Regions from separate parts of the Capsicum annuum genome. Here region 2 is linked to region 1. Evidence: chromatin contacts called from public Hi-C data. All regions are on one chromosome and are shown on one strand. The core of a region is the stretch at or near the end of the contact, and the rest is flanking DNA. Distances in the headings are between cores, read along the strand shown.

Region 1 (7,045 bases), core at 2,502-5,001:
ACAAATAATATGACATATTTTAGACTATAAATTTCAAGTCTTTGTTTCTTTCTTAAATTTTGTGTTGATCCAAACCACAAAGAAAATATCATGTATGTGTAATAAGTAATGCATAATTTATCTTAAATTTCGTTAATTAGCAAAATTTTTAACTTCGCGACTAACAATAATCCGCTATGTAACCACTTTTCTCAACTAATCCAAATTTAAGTTACGTGGTATATTTTGGTGTATGATTGGGGGGGTGGGGATGAAATGAGAAGGAATTGTCTTGTATTGAACTGTTCAGTGTTGGAACAATTCCAAATAAGCACTCTCATGTTGGTGACATAAAGATTCTGTGAAGGCCAATGTATGTTAAACAGTTACCATAATTGAATGCATAAAATAGCAAGTTTATAAAAGATTTTGGTGTTCAGTACCCCTGAATTTCTGCCTGTTTTTTTGCAGGTTCATGAGAAAAGGATGGTCTTCAATTTCCCCACTTTTCTTGCTTTGTCCCCCCACCCCCACGCCACAACTCCATCACCCCACTCCCTATGCCCAAAAATTATGAACTTTACTGTTATGACACAGTGTAACACTATTTGATCTCACTAACTAAAACAAAGAAGTGACAACACCTAGTTGCTAACAGTTTTGCAAAGTTGAGTTATTTTATCCGTTTGATATTTCAGTGTCACAAATTTGAGGGGCATATAACAACTGAATGAAACTAAAAATACTACTAGTACTACTACACGTTACACATGTTACTAATAAAATACTGTTACCATTTCATTGTAAGAGAGACTCAAAGGGGGGTCCTTTTTCTTGATGATTTTCATGAAATTTTTTATCAATTATTGATTCAAGTAGCTCCTACTCCAAGAAAGTCTATAAATGGTGGTGCAATTGTGCTATTATCACTGTTGTTGTTGTTGTTGCTGCTGCTTCTTCTGTCCTCCTCTTTTACTAGTCCTTCTGCTTGTGCTGCTGAGGGTGATGATGAGATTTGTGTTCTTGACGTTGTGACATAGGGAAACTGCAAGTATTGTGACTGTTGTTGCATACTGTTCATCATCATTAATGAATTAGATGGTGGAGTAGGATGGTGGTGTTGGTGACCAGTAATTTCCATTTTCCTATCCCAAGATTTGTTCCCTTGCTGGTTTAGAATATTCATCATCTCATTCCCACAATGACCTTTCAACAAAAACAAAAAATCAACATTCATACTATAATCATAAGGAACAAAATAAAAATTTTCTAGTTATCAGAGGCTAGGGACATATATAGGAATAATGTCAATTTTACAATTTCGTCCATTATTTTGCAAAAAAAAAAATTGAGTTTTATTCACAAAATGAACTCTTTCTTCACTGAAATTCATGTTCATACACAATTTTTCAACTTCCAAATAATCTTCTATAGACTTCAAACTTAGTTTACCTTTTTTTTTTTTTTTCAACCTCGACCAAATGTTGTCCGAAAAGTGTGAAAGGGAAGAAGACCGTAGTGTAATTAAGTTAATGAACAACAACAGCATACAATAAGGACTGAGGAACATAGATTGTAAGTACACTATCAAGGTTGTTACCAATAGACCCTTGTCTCAAGGAAAAAAAAGTCCAAATCAGAATTTAAGTTGATGAAACAAATTGTTAAAAGGGATGGACCGAAATATACCTGCAGGTAATGAGTCAAAAGGGGGAGCACAAAATGGTGAATAAGGAGAAAGGAGAGTGACATTATTGGTGCTGCTAGGGGTTGCTGCTGCTGCTTCTCCAGCAGAAACAGTCATGTGGGGTGAGCCATTTGGTTCATAAACAACCCAACCATTTGGACCATCATTATTTATTTTCACACTAGTAGTATTAGCAGTGGCACCAAATTGGTTAACAGAATTTTGGCAACTGATAATTGGTGCTTGTGCTTTGCCACTATCTGCTTCTTCAACTACTAGTGTTGATCTTCTATAAACAAATTGTCCCATTTTCCTCCTCCTATAAGCACTTGATTGTTCTCTATATTTTCTAGCCATTATTACATGCCAATGATTCTTCACTGCATTATCTGTTCTCCCTGGAAATAGCCTTGCTATCATTGCCCATTTGTTACCATACAATCTATGAGCTGCCATTAATCTTTCCTCTTCCTCTTCACTAAATGCCCTCCTGTTAATTCTTGGATCCAACTGGTTAAACCACCTCAATCTACAACTTTTTCCTTCACATCAAAACAAGAAAAATAAACGTCAACTTAAAAAGGGACAAGATTCTTAAAAAAGTTGCACTAACAACATACTCAACGTATTCCATGATTCGAGTCTTGGGAGGGTAGCGTGTATGCGGACCTTATCCCTATCTCAAAAGGTAGAGAGGTTGTTTCGGACAAACCCTCGGCCAGAATTTTGAAAAAGATACAATAAGAACATAGTCAATGTAATTCTAAGAGTCAGTCTAGATAAGTGTCTGCACAAACCTTACCCCTACCTCGAAAGATAGAGAGGCTATTTCCGATAGACCCTCGATGAGAATCTTGAAAAAGATGAGATCTTTTTTTTGCTTACCTGATCTTCCTTCTAACTTTTCTGCTATAAGATTCCAATTCTGAGGGCCATAAATAGCAACAAGTTCTTTAAGTTGTGCATCTTCAGCTGGTCTCCAATGGCCTCTAGCACAAAGCTTTGATTGACCACTCTCTGTCTCCTTACCATTATTACCACCACCACCACCACTACTGCTATTATTACTATTAAAAGTACTATGCAGTGTAATTTGTTTCTCTTCATTGTAGCAAGAAGCATTAAGATCAATACTCTCATTATTTTCTTCACTATTTTGGACTTCATCAAGATTCTGACAACAAGAAAAAACTGCCCCACCTTTATTCAAGAATTGAAAATCCCAAGAACCCTTCCTCCCTTTACCCTCGTCAACACTTTTGGGAGTATTTATGGAAAGTGAATTCATATCAGCAAAAAACATCCCCATTGAAGTAGAAGCACCACCCATAGGAGAACAAGAACAAGAAGATGATGATGTTGATGACATGAAATTTTTTTTGTGCTTTAGGATTTCATCTTTACAACATTCTTGAACAATAAATGGTGAAAATGAGCTAAGGAAGGAGGTTTACTACTTTTTTTCTATATCAAGGAAACAACCCCCAATGAAGTAGCAACACCCCTAGGAGAACAATAACAAGAAAATGATATTGATGACGTGATCTTTTTGAGCTTAAAAATTTGATCTTCACAACATTCTTGAACAATAAACGATGAAAATGAGCTAAAGAAAGAAGCTCTACTACTTTTTGTAATCAACAAACAACCCGCTTTGAAATAGTAGCACTCATAGTAGAAGAAAGACAAGAAAATGATGCTGATCTTGTTAACATTCTTGAAGAACAAATCATGAAAATGAGCTAAGGAATGCCCTTTACAACATTCTTCACATCAAGAAAAACACACACAAAAAAACAAGAAAAGGTTGTTTGTTTCTTCTCCTAACAAGAAACCTCAAAAACTCGTATATTTTTCACAGCCCCTTTTGCCACTTTGCTTCATCTATGAACTTTTGAGGAAATTGGTTAATTGTGCTGGTGTTTGTGTGTGTTTATGTATGTGTTGTTTTGACAGGAGAAACACTTAACAAACCTGATGCTAACTGACCCCAAATACTTAACCCACTTATTTATATAAAAACTCATCAAAGGCTTTTTTATTTTTTGAAAGAAATATGAGTACTTTTTTTTTAATGTCGACAGCATTATTTGGTGCAACATGTCTGAAATAAGCAAAATTAAAACGTTTGATAAGTGTATATTTTAGTCACAAGAGGACATTATATTATGTAGTTTTTGAACTTAGGTTATTATATAGAAAAAGGGTTTTTAAGAATGAGTTGTCAGTATACCTTTATTAAATATACTATAATGAGATTTTTTTTTTTTTAAAAGTGCTCTTTTCTTCTTGATATCAGCTTAAACAATTAGAGGGTATGGTTTAGACAATTCATTTTTTATAAAAGTATTTTCTATGCAACACTTTACGCTTCTAAAAAGACAAAAATAACACTCATATATCCGATCAATGAATTAGTTAAAATGTGAATAAGCTTGTACGATATTATCATATTTGTCTGATAATTGGGCATGAAATTTAAAAAGAAAAAAAACTTACTTTTGAAACTTATAGAACCATGATTTCAATTTTATGAATTTTGAACTTTAAAACAAAGACTTCAAGTGTTAATAATATAATTCTAAATTTTATACTTTTTACAAATTCAATGAATTTTTTTATCATAGATATACTATTTGAGCAAAAATTATTGACTTCGACCGAATATGTCTTCAAACTACTAGCTTTGCCTATTCTAAAATAAATTATATTTATGTGGTTATAACCATCTCATTAAATTAAAACAAATATTTTAAAGTTATTATTATTATGTACTATACAAAAAGCTAAGTGATTTTTTTAAACTTTAACTATTATAGAGAAAATATTGTTTCAATGGGGACCCAAAAAAATACTTTACGAGAGGAAAAAGTATAATAACAGAAAAGCAAAAACATGTCACTTGCACGTGTGAGATTGAGTCAGGATATCATTTTATTTTGTTTTTGTAATTTGGATTTTATCCCATAATATTAATATATCAATGTGGTCATAGTCATTATATACAGTGAGGTGGTGGGGGTGGAGTGGGGTGCGGGGTTGGGTAGGGATAGAAGGGCTTTTAGGCTGTCTCACTCCATACTGACATGAAAGACTCATATGGGGTTGATAACTGCTAACCTGGTTTGTTACAGGTCTAAGACACATCAATTGTGAATATGAAGCTTGGTCACACCCCCCTAAGGACCCCGTACCCCCCCCCCCCTGCTCCTCACCAGCTAAAAACAACTCAAATATAAACTAGTCAAACTTCCAGCTCAATCCATATATCCAATCAATGTCCTCCAGTTGTGTTTAACTTGTATACGCTGTATATTATAGAAATAATAATCGTACATGTAAATATAGCTGTAAGAATACAATACGTAATGTGGATTAGAAGCACATCATGAGTTCGAAGTGGAGCTGAGTAGCGGGCGGATTTATTATCTATTAAGTTTTGAATGGTGCATTACTAGCCCTCGAAAAATTCTCCTTTATTACATACAAAAACATGGTATTAATAGTTCCATGGTTTTGATCTAGTGATAAGAGCGTAATATATAATGTATGGGTCAGACACATGAAGCAAGTTCCGACCTTATTGCAAACAAAATTTTGATATTTAAATCATGAAAAAAGGGCAAAACTGTAGAGTCGCGGATCCGTTATTCATTGAATTTCGAACTACGTGCCACTAACCCTCGCAGATTTTTTGATTTTCAAGAAAAAAAATACTAAAATTAGTAACCTAAAAAAATAAAGTGAGTTAACTACCAAGTTAAAAATACATTTTTCCTCTGTTTCAATTTAAGTGTCTTAATTTACTTTTTGGTCTATTACAGAAAGAGTTTTTGTGGTATAGCTACAACAATATAACCCATGTATTCTTTCATAATGGGGTTTGAGGAGGAACTATATACAAGGGAAATTTACATATATAGTTTTGTCACTTGTGATAGAACAAAATGTAAGTTTTTCAGTTCAAACATTCTTGAGGGAAAAAATTACACATATTTTGTTCAAGATAACAAAATCTAAAAGTATTTCTGTGCTGTTAAATTTCATGCACATCAAACTAAGAAAACCCCTTTAGTAGTAATTAATTTGCTGTTTTAGCACAGTTGATAGCTTAGCTTTTCCATTGATACATTTGGAAAAATTTGGTAGAGATTAGACTTATCTATATAGCTAAAAGTAAGATTTATAGACTCATCAGTTGACACATTTGTTAAAAAATGGAAGAGATTAGACTTATCTATATAGCTAAACTAAAAGTAAGTTATATAGACTCATCAGTTGAAACTTTTTTCTTTTCGATAATCATGATAAGAATCTTACTTATTCTACTTTGCATGAAAAGTACTAAGTAGCTCAAAAATTCAACTAGGGTTGTTTAATTTTTGTCTTTTGACAACCTTTAATTGAGTACTCTAGGTGATTTGAGAAGAAAACTTGAAATAATTAAGTTGCCAAATCAGGCAAAGCTAATTGATTAGTATATGGGTGATTACCAAAAGTTGCAACTATCATTTTCCTTCTTGTTGATTTATATAGGGAATTGGACACTGGTTAATTGCTGTCATCTGATAGATTAATCAAAATTTTAAGACATTTAACAGCCAAACTAATTAGCCCATGGAAGCCCCTTTTATTATTTAATCAGATTAGAATAACAAACTAATATACTTGTACATGTTTACTGTTGTTTTTTTTCTAAAAAAAAATTGAAATGCAATATATTAAATCTTTAGTCGTATAGTAATTTTTATGGTTGTTTGTTACACAGATTATATTATTTTGGAATTATAATCCTGGAATTATGATTACTGGACTCGTTTATCCTTCTTGGGAGGTGGGACAAAATAATTCCAAGTGAGATAAGGTGGAATATCTTAAGATTTAGTTTGAAATTAGATTTATGTAGTATTTGGCTGATAATATTAATTTATATCATCAACCAAATACAGTATAATTCCAAATTTAATATAAAAATATTTTACCTTATCCGGCGTATCGAATGAGTCCCTGATCTTATATTTGATGCATCAAACAAAGCATTCCTCTACCAAGGGCCAATTTTAGTAGTGTTGTTTTTTGTTTTGACCAAGGAAATTGACATTTTTTTTTTGCAGAAAAATGACATTATACAAATAAGTAGTAATTTATTTAAACAGAATAATTTTGGTGATTATTTATAAATAGTTGGTAAATAAGAGTACTTGTTTCTTTCGTGTGCTAGCTTTGATTCCAGTAAACTACTATCCCATAAATCATAATAAATCGTCACAACAAAGAAACCTAATTCATTTGTCTTTTTTTTTGGCCTATTGATTTTTGTATTTTGAAGTGTATCCAATGTCTATTTATGTGTAACATCAATGATTAGTTGGGGAAAAG
Region 2 (7,452 bases), core at 586-3,085, 76 kb after region 1:
AGCCGTTAGGAAGAAACACCAAAATCACAAAACAACACTAAGCTAACACTTGTAGTGTGTACTAGGCTTCTCTCCTTTTAATTTATTTGTCTGATTTTAATTTGAGATAAAATTATAAAAAAATAAAAATATCTTTTAAATATTATGATCTTAAATTAAAAATAAGTAGAATATATATCAAAATATCCAGAAATGTTATGATTTTAAACATATCATCTAAAAAAAGTTAGAACTAAAGAATTCGAAAACATGGAAAAAATATTCTTTTCTAAATAAATTAAAAGAAGTAAGACAGATAAATTAAAGCATTCATTAATAATACCTAGCTAGTTGTAAAATAATAGACAATTGGCCATAGAGTGCTAGCTAGTAGTTGTAGCAATAGTACAACTATTACTAGCTATAGTACAACTATTGAGGCATTTAACAATGAATATTTGTATGGTTGTGGGGTTAATGTGGTCCTCTATGAATACCCTAAAGGACCCTATCAATTTCTTTTACAATATGAATTCATAGAGGGGGGACATGAACTTGATCGATGTGTTTTTTTCTCCAATCCTTCATCTACCACTTTCTAACACAAGGCAAAGAGTAATGAGAGTTTGCCTTGCCTTTAAGACATGTCTCATCAATCCTCTATGAAAAATAAAAAAGGTTAAATACATCGGTGCTCCTCTAAATTTAGCACAATCTTTTATTTTGATACCTTAATTGGATCATGTTTATTTTTGACATCTCAAGTAGCTATAAGTGTGTCATTTTAACACTTTTCGGTGACATAGCAAAGAAAGTGCATTACACTGATGAAATTTGATCGATTTTCCCCCCCCCCCCCCCCCCCCTCTTCTTCTTCTCAATTACTCCCGCCATTTTCCACCTTTTTCCCACCATTTTCCACCTATTTTTTTTTCCACCATTAACTTTGCTACACTTTCTTTAAACTGTAAGAATATGCAAACAAAAATGAACATATACAAAAAGGAAACAAATATATGAAATGAAAAAGTAGCTCGTCGATGTTGTTGAGATTTAAATTTTTTGGTAATTGCAGAATTAATTAAGGACCTCAATGCAAAGAATTTCTGCATCTTCTATATAATTTCTTGATAGAAAAAAAGAAGAGACTTTTGCTGTGAATTTCAATTTTGTTATTGCAATCACTTGTCCCTACTGTTATTGAGAAATTTGAAAAAATTTTAAAGATATTTTTTAGAGATGAAAATTGGAGAAGATGATCGAGGAGGGAGTGGGGATGGGTGGGGTGGGGTTGCGTTGCTGCAACGTTAGTTTGTGGGAAGGGTGGGGGAAGGGGTTGCTGCAGCAATTTTGGGGTGGTGGTGGGGTGGCAGCAATTTTGGTGGGTGGGGTACTTGAAGAAGATGATGTTGGGGTGAGGGGGGGTTATTTATGTATTAATTTTTTATTTAAAGTTAAAGTTCATTATTTAAAAATTAAATTTTAAATTATAATTTATTTAAAATTATTATTTTAAATAAGAATGCCACATGTCTTTTTTTAATTAGTTGTATGTCATGTCAGCAAACGTGTGTATTATACACACTTTGCAAAATCAGTTGATTATAAAAAAAAAAAATCAAAATGGCACACTTAATAGCTGGTTGAGGTGTTAAAAATGAACATGATCCAGTTAAGGTATCAAAGTGAAAGATCGTGCAAAAGTTTAGGGGGCTGGTGATGGGTTTGGCCAATAAAAAACCTTTGACAAGACTTGTATTAATCTGTGCATGCATGCCAATTTACCATGTATCATGCACCCATCTACTGTTCTTATCACATCATGACCTAAGACTAATAATTCAGAGCCAATGTTGAGAAAGTAAATAAGGTCTTGGTACAATTATTCTTTAGCTTTTGACCATAACTCCTATTTAGTTGGACCACATATTGAATCTCTTTTATGTTAGTTACATTATAATCCCTCCGATCCGTTTTAATTAGTGTCTTTGTTTGACGGAATATAAAGTTTAGAAATTAAGGAAGAATTTTAAATTTTATGATTTTATATATATAAATAATGTAACAAAATGTCTTTTAAGTTTTAACCCGGAGGTCTTAGACTTATTAGGTGAAATATTGAAATTAAGGAGTTTTCAAATCAGAAAGAAGGCATTTTTCTATGATCAAACTATAATGAAAGTAAAATAAACAGATTAAAACATAGGAAAATACTTCTTAATCATTCCAGAAAAATTCAAAATGTAAAAGAAAAAAAAAAGAACCATAAAAAGATTTAGAACGAGCAAATTATTTTATTTTACACGTCGACTAGGTTCATGAAAGAGGATAATATACTAAAGACGTACGAAAGTATTTGCAATTGATTGAACATATCCTTATCATTGATAACTCAAAAATACTCTCGTGGTTAGTCATTTCAAATAGTTTAAGGGTAAAATTGGCCATTTTTCATCCAAGTTTGGACTTTGGATTGGAGCACCATTCGGGAGGAGTGCAATTTAATTTGAGCTATTTAACTAACGATAATGATATTTTTGAGTTACATATTGATGTTAAGGGTATTTTGCGCCAAAAACAAAATAGAGGACTAAGCTATTCATTGCAAATATTTGGTAAAATGGTTCAGTGGACCCCTGTACTAGGTCGATTTTGTAAGTTGGACACTTCTACTTACATGTTTGTCATCTGGATCCCTGAACCCACTAAAAAGCAATATTTTAAATACATTTTTGAAGAGTGTAACACACTATCCCACGTCAACTGCCACATAAGCTGCCACATGTGTCACATCATCTGTCACGTGTGCCACGTCATTTTGAAGTATTTCATGAAATTCTGAGTCATTTTTAAAATATTACATGACAAATTAGATATTAAAATTAATTTAATTAAATAAAAAATTATAAAATTGTAGAAAAATTTAAATAATCATATTTTAGATTAAATATCCAAGTAATTAAATTATAAAATGTCATTTAATTTTTTTTTTTCTCACAAATTAAATATCAAATTCATTCCATCATTCCAAATAATTAAAATTCTTCTCCAACTAATTTAAAATTTTAACTATAAATTCACATATATTAACTTAATGAATTTTTGAATTTTAAATTTGAATATCTTTAATAAATTCATAGAAACTTTAAATTTTTTCAAGCTTAATCCCAAAACAAAATATAAAAAGATTCAAATTTAAATTAAAAAAAAAAGATATTGATTGAGAGGAATTTTTTTAAAAAAAAAATTGAAGGTGGTGTTGGGGTTGGGGGTGGAGAGGGGGCTAGACGGGGCTGAGGTGGGGTGAGGAGGGGCTGGATGGGGCTAGCAAGGGGTTGGACGGGGCTGGGAGTGGGGTGGGGGGTTGGTCAAGGCTGAGAGTGGCTGGACAAGGTTGGGGTAGGGTGGGAGGCTGGGATGGGGACTGGGGTGGGTTTGGGAGGGGTTGGACGGGGTTGGGATGGGGTGGGGAGGGGTTGGACGGGGATGGGGTGGGGTAGAGAGGGGCTGGATGAGGCTGGGGGTGGGGTGAGGGGCGTTGGACAGGGTTGGGATGGGGGCTGGGTTGGGGTGGGGGAGTGGGCTAGATAGGGGGAGGGGGTTTAGGAGGGCTTTTTTATTTTTTATTTTTAAATTTTTAAAATATTTTTAAAATTAAAAGGTTGAAAAAAGTTTTTATCCTTTTTTTCATTCTTTTAATATAAAATTGATCAAAAATTGAACCTCACTTGCACCCCAGGCGAGTGTAATCACTTTCCTTGTCATAGTCGGTATTTTAATGCTACATAAGCAAAGTCAATGGTTAAAGGATTTAAAATATAGGTTTTTAGTGGGTTCAGAAATCTAGATGATAAACATGTAAATAGCAGTATTTAATTTACAAAATCGATCTAGTACAGGGATTCAATAAACCATTTTACCCAAATATTTGTTTAGTTTACTTCACACAAAACTTTAAAAAAGTAAATAGGAAAGATATATTCTTTTTTAGATGAAGTAAAGAAGAAAATAGGATAAATAAATTAAAATAGAGGGTTTAACCAAGATAATTGCCTACTCCTTTGTTACATTTATGTGGCGCGATTGAAATTTGATATTCAAACTTTTAAAATTTGATCATGAATTCAAACATAGAATCTTAAAATTTTTCAAAATAAAGTTTATATATTGAAAACTATGTAAAAGTCATTATACAAAATAAAATAATTAATAAATTAAAATTCATATATATAAAGAAATTTCAATTAAAAAAATTTGATCGATTTTTAAAATTTTAACTATGTTATATAAATTGAGACGGAGAAACTAAAAATTATATTTTTTTTTCAAGATAAAGAAAAAACAGTTATTGAAATGTGAGATGTCAATTATGGTGACTGGTTGTGGGGTTCAACACTATTAGGACTCATGAATAAGTCTAGGAAGAGCTAGCAAACTAGGTGAAGAAATTGATCAGAATTTAAATATATATAGGTCATCACACACAACAAGAAAAATTGTACACTAACTTCCTTGAACTAGCTTATCTAAAGGAGGAGTTAGATTTACAACCCAACAATACTACATATAGGCTATATCTATAAAAAGGTTAGAAATTAAAAATCTTTATAATAAGTCAGTAAAAAAGCAATCAGAAAAATTAATTAAGTACCACTTTGTAGTGCTTAAAATAAAACATGACCTCATTCTGAATTTACTACACAAATAGTAAGTAAAGGTTTGTTATTTCACATCCCCTCCCACTTTTTCATGATTTGGTAGATGTTAACCACTCATAGCCAAAAAGTTTCTGGATGTATTTGGGTGGGGTGGGGGGTAGCCTTATTCTAGTTCTAGGATTTAAGTTTTTTTTTTTTATTTCTTAATTTAGTTAATTAGTGTAGTTTACCATGTAACATCAGGTATTAGTAGTGAGTGATGAAATTAGAATTTTCACCGAGCAAGACAAAATATAAAAATATATATATATGAAAATTAATTTTTCAATGGAGAGGTATCCATTAAACAAGGGTGGTTCCATTGCCGAAAACTACAATATTTACTATCTTTATCTATTATCAATTCATGTAAAATTATATATATTTTTTAATTTGTTTGAATTACTTTCATTTTTTTTCATTTTAAAAGAATGATTCTTTCTCATTTAGCAATTTTTATTTTTAATTTTTCATATGATATATTTTAAGATTATAAAATTAAACAATATTTTGATATATTTAACATATACTTTTAGTTTAAGTCCATAATTTTTTTAAAATAAATTACTTTCTTAAATTTTATGTCAAGTTAAAATAGATCAAATAAATTGAAATATAGAAAAATTTATCTATAATTACATTGTGATTTTCCTATTTTATTTTTCGTGGGATAATGTGGGTGCATGAAATTCAACTTGGACAGATTTCTAAAAAATTCATGTACACATAAAAGTGATCAGAAGACCTATGTATGTACACAATGTAAAGGACCTAGTCTGAAACCTAGCTAACTAAACCCTAGCTATAACCCCTTGTGCTTCTTTCATCAATCTATCCATCTACCTTCTGTTTGTAAGTTCTGACCATAAACAGTACTCCCCATTTGTACTAAACAAGCAAATTCCTTTTTTCCTATAGGTGTTTGATTTTCGTATTGGAGGTTTAATTAATCTAAATTGTGTACTGTAAGGCTCATTTTGGAGGTGACTATTTCAACAGGATTTCCTGCATATCTAAGCTTAAATTTGAGATCTCTGACTAAGCATAAAGTAGTCCGACCATTATATCACAACGTATGTTGGTACTAAATAAACTTATCTACAGGAGACTAGTGAAGAGACTGAGACGTGTTCAATTTTTTTAAAAAACTAGTAAGTCGAATTAGTTTGTAGGATAATGGATGATAATTGTAGAATAAATCTTAAATTATTTTATTTTGTGTCAGGATACTAGGTCGAGAAACTTGGACAATCATTTTTTCATGTGTCAATCGATAGCGCATTCATGACAAGCTAGGAGTGGTCTAGCCTTATTTTCGAAGTGTTATTTTGATTGAATTAGATATACTAGTAATCTCGGAATTAGTCTTAATAATAACCCCGGGATTTAATACCAAAAAGATCATAATACCCTTCTTCTAGATTTTTCTCTCAAACATATAAGGTTAAAATTGAAAAAATATAAGTGTATCCCTATCCAATATTGTAAAATCAACCACATACACACAAAACCAAAAAAGTATATCCACTACGTAACCCCGTCATTATACAATTCTCGTACTATATTCCTGTCATTATGTAATTCTCAAACTATAATATAATAATCTCATCATTATGATTCCGATTGATATAACTTGTTCATCAACCAAACGACCCCTAAGAAAAATGGGGTAATCTTTGAAATATAATAGGGATAATATTGAACAAAGATAATATTTTCTCCGTTTCATTTTATATGTCGTTATTTTTTTTTTTTGATTCGTCTCAAAAAGAATATGGTCTAGATAACTATTTAAAGATATAATTCTATCTTTATCTTTATTGATCCCATTTAATTAAAGATAATAACAATACCTATATTATTTAACAAAGAATAATTTGATAAATATCATCACCAAATCTCTTTTCTTATTTTTTAAATTTTGTATTCAAACAAAATATGTCACATAAAATGTATAAACATGGAAAGAGGGGGACTTTTCTTGTTATGATAACTCTAGTAGTTGTTATGGATGGGCGTAGGGGTGGGGTGGGGGTGGGGGTACACCCTGCAATGAAAGAAGATGAAAAAAGGTACAGTCTTTGATTTTATTTGAGATTTTATTTCATTGATTGGGGTAGGAGACACTGCTTTACTAACAGAGAGGAATCGTCCGCACTTGCATTTCTATTTTTTAATTTTATTATATATTACTTCATCCGTTTAAAAAAAAATAACTTGTTTTAATTTGAACAAAATTTAAGAAAATAAAAAAGACTTTTGAATCTTGTGGTTTTAAATTAAAATTATGTCAAATATACCAAAATATCCTTTAATCTTGTATCTTAAACATGTCATGTGGAAAGTTGAAATTAAAGTATTGTCAAAAAAGAAAAAAAGGTCATTCTTTTTTAAACAGATTAAAAAGAAAAATAGATCATTTTTTTTAAACGGAGGGAGTAGCTTTTTATAATATATTGATGGAATATATCAATAGTCTCTTGAATTTGTTGGTGATTAACTTATCTACGTTATGAACTTTAAAAGAAACGTTCAAAAGTCTTTTTCAAAATTTGAGTTGGATAAGAATGTAGTTTGGTTGTATATGTTGTGTATATTTGGTGAATAGATATATATTGCATGTATAGTGTATATATGTGTATAAATAGCATATACGCCACAATGTACATATCTCTTAAATTAAATAATTCAAACATATTTGACCGTGAATCGATCCCCTAATATTTACTGTATATATTAATGTGTTGTAATAGGATATTTATCACAATCTATGAGT

The links. A called contact is a pair of places that touch in the nucleus more often than the background predicts.
Region 2: a Hi-C map of leaf shows a contact between it and region 1, with 2.4 times the contacts expected there. The contact joins the enhancer-like site here to the promoter of LOC107869748 in region 1. A contact is called at or near these places in 3 of 5 Hi-C or Micro-C datasets (leaf, pericarp and placenta).

Annotation. Positions count from the first base shown.
Region 1 is chr11:19,263,695-19,270,739 of UCD10Xv1.1, forward strand. It overlaps LOC107869748 (transcription factor MYB56), which reads right to left and starts at 3,752. Exons shown (of 3, transcript XM_016716200.2): 1 at 2,552-3,752; 2 at 1,669-2,208; 3 at 753-1,185. The coding sequence starts at 3,035. The coding sequence ends at 851.
Region 2 is chr11:19,341,881-19,349,332 of UCD10Xv1.1, forward strand. No RefSeq gene overlaps it. Among protein-coding and RNA genes, the nearest start is that of LOC107869748, 78 kb to the left of the region's middle. Within about 2 kb of position 1,836, at least 4 of the 5 cell types and tissues checked have an H3K27ac peak or open chromatin away from gene starts, as enhancers often do. A contact at or near this core is called in leaf and pericarp, where this site is marked.